Regions from separate parts of the Rattus norvegicus genome. Here region 2 is linked to region 1. Evidence: chromatin contacts called from public Hi-C data. All regions are on one chromosome and are shown on one strand. Each heading gives the region's core, a stretch centred on a gene start, on an enhancer-like site or on the middle of the called end of the contact. The rest is flanking DNA. Distances are from core to core; before and after follow the strand shown.

Region 1 (3,413 bases), core at 660-3,159:
GTCATGTGTAACCACACCCAGTAGAAAAAAAAATTGCTTATTTTGTGTGTGTGTGTGTGTGTGTGTGTGTGTGTGTGTGTGTACTTTTTGCATTAGTTTGTTTTTCCAATATGAGTCCTGGGATTACACGTAGATCATCAGGCTTGGCGACAATCTCCTCTGCCTGCTGAACCATCTCCTTAGATTCTGATGTCTAAAACCCTCCTATGCTAGAGGAGTGTGGCACGGTGACCGACAAGCACGAGTCCCCAGGGTTTGACTCCCAGCACCATAAGCACACTCACACAAAATCAAGCTGGGTGTGGTGATGTTCGCCTGTGATCCCATCAGTGGGCAGGCAGAGGCAGGAAGATCCCTACAAGTTCCAGGCAGGGGTACCAAGCCAAATTTGCCTTTCAATACAAGCACAGGGGTTGTTCAACACTTCCGAGCACACACTGCTCTCTCAGAGGACCCACATTCAGTTCCTACTGCCCATGTCCGATGGTTCACAACCATTTGTAACCCCAGCTCCAGGGGAATTCAAAGCCTGCCGAGCCTTTTCAGGTATCTGTACTCACCAGCGAATATCCACGGACAGACAGACAGACAGACAGACAGACTGGCACAGGCACACACATACAACTTAAAAAAAAATAGAATTAGGGGTTGGGGATTTAGCTCTGTGGTAGAGCACTTGCCTAGCAAGTGTAAGGCCCTGGGTTCAGTCCCCAGCTCCGAAAAAAAGAAAAGGAAAAAGAAAAAAGAAAAGAAAAAGGGAAAGAAAAAAGAAAAGAAAAAGAAGAAAAAAAATAGAATTAACCTTAAAACCCCTCAAAACAAACAAACAAACCAGTCCCCCTCCCCCGCAACAAAACAAACTGAAAACTCAAGCCTACACAAACTATTGGACAAGGAGGGAGCCAAGACTGGGCTTTAGAATGCCAAAGTTGGCCTCTGTGCTTTCCCTTCTGACTCCAACCAAGACTCTTCAAAATGAGATGTGGTATTGTATTTCTCCCACTTTAGTAGGGTCCTGATTAGGGACGGGGAAGATGTCTCAGTAAAGGGATTGATTTTGAGGTCCAAACAATGCCGAAAGCTATGTTTGGGGTCCAATGGATTTATTATACCTCCCCAAGAATGGCATCTAATAAGCCTTGGCTCGGGGCTTCTACCTCCCCTTTTGGCAGCCAGCCTTTTGATTCTGCATACAGGCTGGAAATCAGTGCTGATGTTGGGAAGAGGTTACAGTTGTGAGCTTGCATGCAACAGGGTCCTTGGTGGCTTGAGCTACCTCCTAGGACATCCCAAATACACCACTTACATAAATATCAGCTTTAAGGCTCCCAACGCTACAGTCCCATCCAGCCAAATCTAGAGCTTGCTGCATTTTGTAATCTAGAGCGGTACAGGCCAGAGCCGGGTTACCCAACTGTAGAGGCCCCACCCGCGTTTGCAGGGCGGGTGATGGCAGTAATTCCTGGCAAGCCCCAGCCTGCTCGGAATTAACGGGTCTGCCTCACCCGGAAAAGAGGGACTCATGCCTCAGGCCCCTCCCCGTCAGGCACCTGCCTTCCAGAGCTGCGAATCCCAGTACTGGAACCTACTGCATACGTTAGAAGCCCCTAAACCCACGGTGGAGCAGAGGAAGGGTCGAACGCCTGAGGCTGTGCTGTGGGAGCGAGGACTGCTCTCTGGGGGCTAGCTCAGGTGCGTCAGAGGGACCCGAACCCTATGCTGGCCCTTTCCCACCCCACCCCTCGCCTTCCCCTCACCTGAGACCACCAGTGCCTCGTTGGGGCCCACCGTGTGGCAATTGCCCATGGTGCCGCTGGCAGGCAAGCAGGCCTTGGGTCCGCAGCGACCTGGAGGGCTGTGGCGGGTCCGCAGCACCGGCCGCGCCCAGCCTATCCCGCCTCCCCCAGCCCCGCCCGCCTGCGCCCCTCTGCGGCCGCGGCCCCGCCGGAAGTGTAGCAGCGGAGGGCGGGGCCGGCATGTTGAAAGAGGCGGGAGCCAGCGCATCCGCAATCAGCTCGCTTTATTCCAGGGGGCTTGGCCCCATAGCACCTTTGGGGCACCTCAGTAGTATCACCTTGCACTGCGTCACCTCAGGCACCCGCCCTACAGCAGACCCCAGGGCTCAAAACCCCAGTCTCTCCCCTGAGTCCTTTCCTAATTCCGCCTCTTTAAAAAGTGGGAGTAAACTAACTACCTAGCTGGAAAGTTGCGAAGGGCTGGATTCAGTAATGTTTAACATCTGCAGTGCATCAACCACAAAGTCCCCGGCCCTTCCCCGGGGCAGATCACTACTTAGGGAAGGGCCCAGAAATCTGAAAATCAAATTCCAGAGCAACAGTGCCTGACATATCATCCCTGAATCTGGGGTTACAGTCTGCCTTAGGAAGTAGTATTCACTTCCTTTCTCAAGGAAAAGGGCTGTTGAGGACATGACAAGAGGTTCCGAGGTAAATGTGGCAATCCCTCAGTGCCCAGGCTGAGATGTTGAGGGATCCCACCGTGCTACAAAAGCATTCTATCCAGGGGGTTGGTAAAGTTAGGGTGTAGGTTCATCCTTCACATGAATTCTTCTCTGTGTCACTTTGGATAAGTCTTGTGAGCCCTGATAGCTACGAGAAGGTCCAGAAATTGTGGTTTTCTCAGGGCTGGGGGCACTCAGAGAAGATGGGGCTCTGGGATCCCGCGGTTCCTGCTCGTCGTCGGTATCAGGATCGTCTTCAGGCCCAAGCCCTGCCAGCTTCTTTGTAACTTTCCATAGCCTATGAGCAGCCTGGTCATCTCTAGCAGCTGCAGAGACCTCCTCCACGTGGCAGTTGGCAAAATATCTCCCGCTGAGGGGCTCAATGCCCTCCTGCAGAGCGCAGTACAGGGGTGTCTGGGCACCCCCTTGTGGTGCCCGGAGCACCAACCAAGCCAGTGGGCGCAAAATAGGACGCAACCATCCAGGAAGGTGACGCAGGAAGAGCTCCGAGTTCACAGGCCCTGTGGGCAGGAAGAAGAGGATTTGTGGAGGAAGACAGTGGGGGCTCAGGCACCAGGCAGGGAAAAAAACCAAGCTAGGAGCAGACCCTAGAATCTGCTTCCAGGGAAAGCACATTAGTATCTACCAGGCATTCAGGGACCCCACAAGGTGATTTAATCCTCCAGAAAGTCTTCCTATCAGCCTGGTGGTCTGTGCAGTCCCATCTCCCAGGCTGTGGTTATGTGTGTTCTCTGTTCTTTGCTGTTCATTCTCCATCACCCTCGCCTCCCTTTTCTGGTGCTGGTGATTTGAACCCAGGGCTGTATACATGCTGCAGGCACTCCATCAACTGAGCTACATCCCTGGTCCTTTCCTTTCTCTTTGAGAAAGAGTCTCACTCCTCCTCTATAAGTCCAGTCTGACCTCGAACTCACAGCCGTACTCCTGCCTC
Region 2 (3,851 bases), core at 937-3,436, 150 kb before region 1:
GTCATTTGTTGCTTTCTGATTGGGGTGGGGACAAGGCCATACTGTGGTAATAGGGTGGGTGCTGGGATCAAACCCAGGGCTTTCCCAGCTCTGAGCAATGAAGACTTCATATGCTTAACCCAATGGGACACACCATGATGCATCCCGCATGCTAGATTAACTCAGTACCAGGGGCCATTTATTAGACAGGTGTTAGTTGCCCTGGAACATGGCTCCATCACAGGCTCAGAAGACAAGCTTTACAAGAGTTCCTTCCCTGGCAGAGACTGTTGTGAAACCAATACCAGAGTTTGGAAGAGCTGAGGGGTTATTTTAGAGCTGTCAGCGTCCATCGCGGGGTGGTATGGGTTCACTGGCTTTTGGACAGCATCTTGTCCTCACCCATTTACCATGCCCAACCGGTTGGTCTGCTTCAACCCTTGCCCAAGAACAGAGGACTTCAGAGAGCTTTCATTAGTGTTTTCAATAGTGTGGGTGTAAGCTTAAGGTGGAAAGGCTGGCCCCAGAATACACCCAGGCTTGGGGCAGAGTCCTAGTTTATGTTACAAAGCTGTTGGCTGTGCTTGCTGTCCCTGTCACACATCCTGGGATCTCCTTTCTCACTCAGTCAAGAATTTGTCTTTTTGTTGGCGGCTGGGAGCACGTTCAGGGCAGAAATCAGAACGGAGGAGGCGAGAAAAGTAGATGAGTATCATCACGTCCAGCATAAGCAGAATAGACAACAAGAATGTCCCCAGGGTCCTCTGGCCAGCATACTGTAGGAAGAACTTGGTGAGGTAGGCCTGAGGTGCCAGTCTGAAGAGAAAGTACATGACCAAGTTGACATACTTGTTGACCTTGTAGAGGAGGATATCCTGGGCATTGTTTATCTTCATCATCATCCTTAAGGTGAGGAAGATGTTGCTGACCTCCACCAGTAGTGTTAAGACTCCACCTCCAACAAATCTTTTCCAAAAGATACCAGAGAAGAAGGCGCCCATAGCCTGGGAGGGAAGGGGGAGACAAGTAACAGAACAAGGGCGCTTGAAAACAGGTGCTGTGCCAGCCTTGGGCATACCAGACAGGACAGAAGCAGAGGAGCATCAACATTTAGTGCTAAGATTTCTTTATATTTACTAGGATCAGACTCCACTAGGGTCAGTCTACCTAGATAGTAGGTAAGCCCAGGCACTCTGCTGAGACTTAGGCAACTTATAAGTTAGACATTGCTGGGTTAAGATGGCCTCCCTCCCTCTTTGGCTCAAAGAGTTATGAAGATTTTGCCTGTATCATTTCACCGGGTTCTCCCTTACCATGACATGATGAACAAGGTATTCCCAAGAAGCTCGAGTTTGCCTGCTAACCACGATGTCCACTGTGTCATGTATAAAGTATCCTAGTGGAGGGGTAGGGAAAGTGGAAAAGACTTAACACTTTAAACTAATTTCCATCCTAATCTTATCCTTCTTGGGCACAACCTACCTGCAGAGAAGCAAACAAGCAAATAGCCACAAACTGACCAGGCTGTTTCAATCTCCACCAGCATTTCAGGGGTTTGCCATATGCTGGAATAGAAAAAGGGATGTTCTCGCGGTTGCAGCCTCCCCGAGGACCCTCACCTCCCCCAACAGTCTTGCCAGTCCCAGGGTGCTGTGGGCGCCTACTATTGGCTGGTTGGAGAGTAAGGAGGGACTTGGCCAAAGCCCAGGTACCTTGGGTTTCCCACAGCCGTTCTTGGTTGGGTAGTTTTCCAAACAGGGAATCAGGTGAGATCCTTGGTGTCTGTTCACCCGAGAGTGGTGGGAATAGCAACAGGGAATCCAGTCCGAGCACCCCGCGAAAGACCCTACGGCCATCTCGTTACCCCGGGTTGTTCACTCACCACAGCAGAGCCCAGATCCCAGATACAATGGAGTGTGTGAAGGAGACGAGTAGGTTGTGCCAACGCCAGGTGCGCAGGGGGTCGGTTTGCACGTGTGCCGGCAGGGGCAGGCGACAGAGCACGCGCCGGAGTGCCCGGAAGGTCAGCGTGGCGCCCAGGAGCAGCGGCCAGGCGGGGTGCAACAGTAGGGGCATGCTGACCCTCCCTGCCGTCTGTCTGTTCGCCTTTTAAGCCGTCTCCCTCGGCAGTTCTGGGAACACCGTCCAGTCTCTGGCCAGCGCGCCACGATCGTTTCTGCCGCGGGCCGCCAGCCCCACAGTTTCACGGAGCCCTCAAGGCTCCTTCGCTCCTCCCCGCGCTCCCGGAGAGGCCTCTGCCCGCCCCTGCAGCCCGCGCCCCCGCCCCGCCCCGCCGCCTGCCCCCGCCCCTCGGGCGCCTCTGCCGCGAGGAGGGCGCGAGCCCCGTGTCCCCCAGGGCCCCGCCCGGAACCCGCCGACTTAGAGCGCGAAGGGGCTGTCCCCGCCATCGCTTCCGAGGCACCCCTCTCTGGCGCCTCCCGACATCCGAAGGCATCCTCGGCTGCCCTCATGCGTACGGCCCCACTAGCCTCTTCCCGACCTTCGCCGCCTCCACCGGCTTTCACATCCTGGGCGGGTACTTCGAGAAAGCTCCTCTCCCAACTCTTTTCAGGGCAGAGATGGGCGGAACCATCACACAGCCGGGGCTGCTAAACCCTGATCCTGGGGGCTCAGGAACGCGGCCTCAGACTAGGGCTCCGCCCAGACTCAATTCTTCTCTTGGACTGGATCGACGTGTTTACCTGCCTCTCCGGCGCCCAGCACGAGTGGTGCTTAGGAACTGTTGAGTCACCTACCATCACCCCACTCCTACCCATCATTCTTGGGCTCCTGGAGCATAGCGGTTGTCACAGTCCTCCCTGAGACAGTCCCAACCCTCTTCTGGCTCCTTGGAGGCTGGGGCGGGGAAGGCTGCGGATTTGCCCAGACAGCTGGGGTGACCCTCTCTCCAGGGCAGCGTCCTAGAGTAGTTGCGGCTTCTGGCCAGTAGGTGTCAGTCTGTCCTCACTGTGATGAGGCGTCCTAGCTCGCCTCCACTCAGGAGCGCAATCAGCAGACCCGGAGGAAAAGGAGCAGCCCAGAGGCGGTGCAGGAGTGAAGGGGTGTGTGCTTTTGGGAGGTGGAAGTGGACGACACGGGGGAAAAAGTGGGGACTAGGAGAACGGTGTATCAAGGCGGGGTGGGGGAGCCAGAAACCCAGGAACCTAAGCCTGGTGTTTGCTGTCTTCCCTGATGGTTCCAGGGTTACACATTAACTCCCATGGGTCTCCAGGGTCACTCAAGGCCCATTCGGTTACTAAGAGATAGCACGATGTAATGTCTTGTGAGCATTTTACCCCCTGCACTCCTTTGCTAACTGGGAAACCAGCTGACTCCAGCCTGAGCCAGTGACCACAGGTTCCCTCCGGTCATTCCACGTAGGCTAGTTTGGGGCGGGGCGGAGACAAAAAATAAACACCCCTTCTCTCCTCGCTTACCTCGCCCATTCAAAAATAGGAACGTTAACACTTAGCTAAGGACCACCTCTTGAATACTGAAGTGTTCTCCCTTAGAGCAGGCATCATGAGGAAGTCAGGATTTAATTCATCCTGGTCGAAACCATAGCAGTGATACTAACCAGCCCATTATTTCTGGACAGAGGCGTAGAACCCTCTCTGATTTTACCCCACCATGACGCTAGAGGTTTTTAGTAGAGGACTGAGTCCCCTTACAGCAGCGTTTTGTGCGGTGTTCTGAGAAGCAGAGAGCACGGTGCTCAGGAGTTGTTATAACCAGGAGACCGCGTCACGTACTCTTCAGGTGAATCAGTTTGTCCAACTGGGGTTTTCCCCGTCCCTCCCTCGGCAAACACCAAACAGCCCCGCTCCCCGCCCCACACAGAGCGGGCTCTGGGTTCTGTTTTGGTGGTTTAT

Evidence for each region. Hi-C and Micro-C count contacts between places; a contact is called where the count stands out from the background.
Region 2: a Hi-C map of kidney shows a contact between it and region 1, with 2.7 times the contacts expected there. The contact joins the promoter of Tlcd1 here to the promoter of Flot2 in region 1. A contact is called at or near these places in 6 of 12 Hi-C or Micro-C datasets (frontal cortex, kidney, liver and 2 more) and 1 of 1 datasets of contacts at active chromatin or transcription factors (oligodendrocytes).

Annotation. Positions count from the first base shown.
Region 1 is chr10:63,422,596-63,426,008 of GRCr8, reverse strand. Flot2 (flotillin 2) reads right to left here and starts at 1,909. Exons shown (of 11, transcript NM_001270800.1): 1 at 1,758-1,909. The coding sequence starts at 1,806. It overlaps Dhrs13 (dehydrogenase/reductase 13), which reads right to left. Exons shown (of 5, transcript NM_001398768.1): 5 at 2,004-2,982. The coding sequence ends at 2,537.
Region 2 is chr10:63,570,876-63,574,726 of GRCr8, reverse strand. It overlaps Tlcd1 (TLC domain containing 1), which reads right to left and starts at 2,186. Exons shown (of 4, transcript NM_001013858.1): 1 at 1,862-2,186; 2 at 1,462-1,544; 3 at 1,293-1,375; 4 at 153-983. The coding sequence starts at 2,055. The coding sequence ends at 600. It also overlaps a transcript of Nek8 not described here.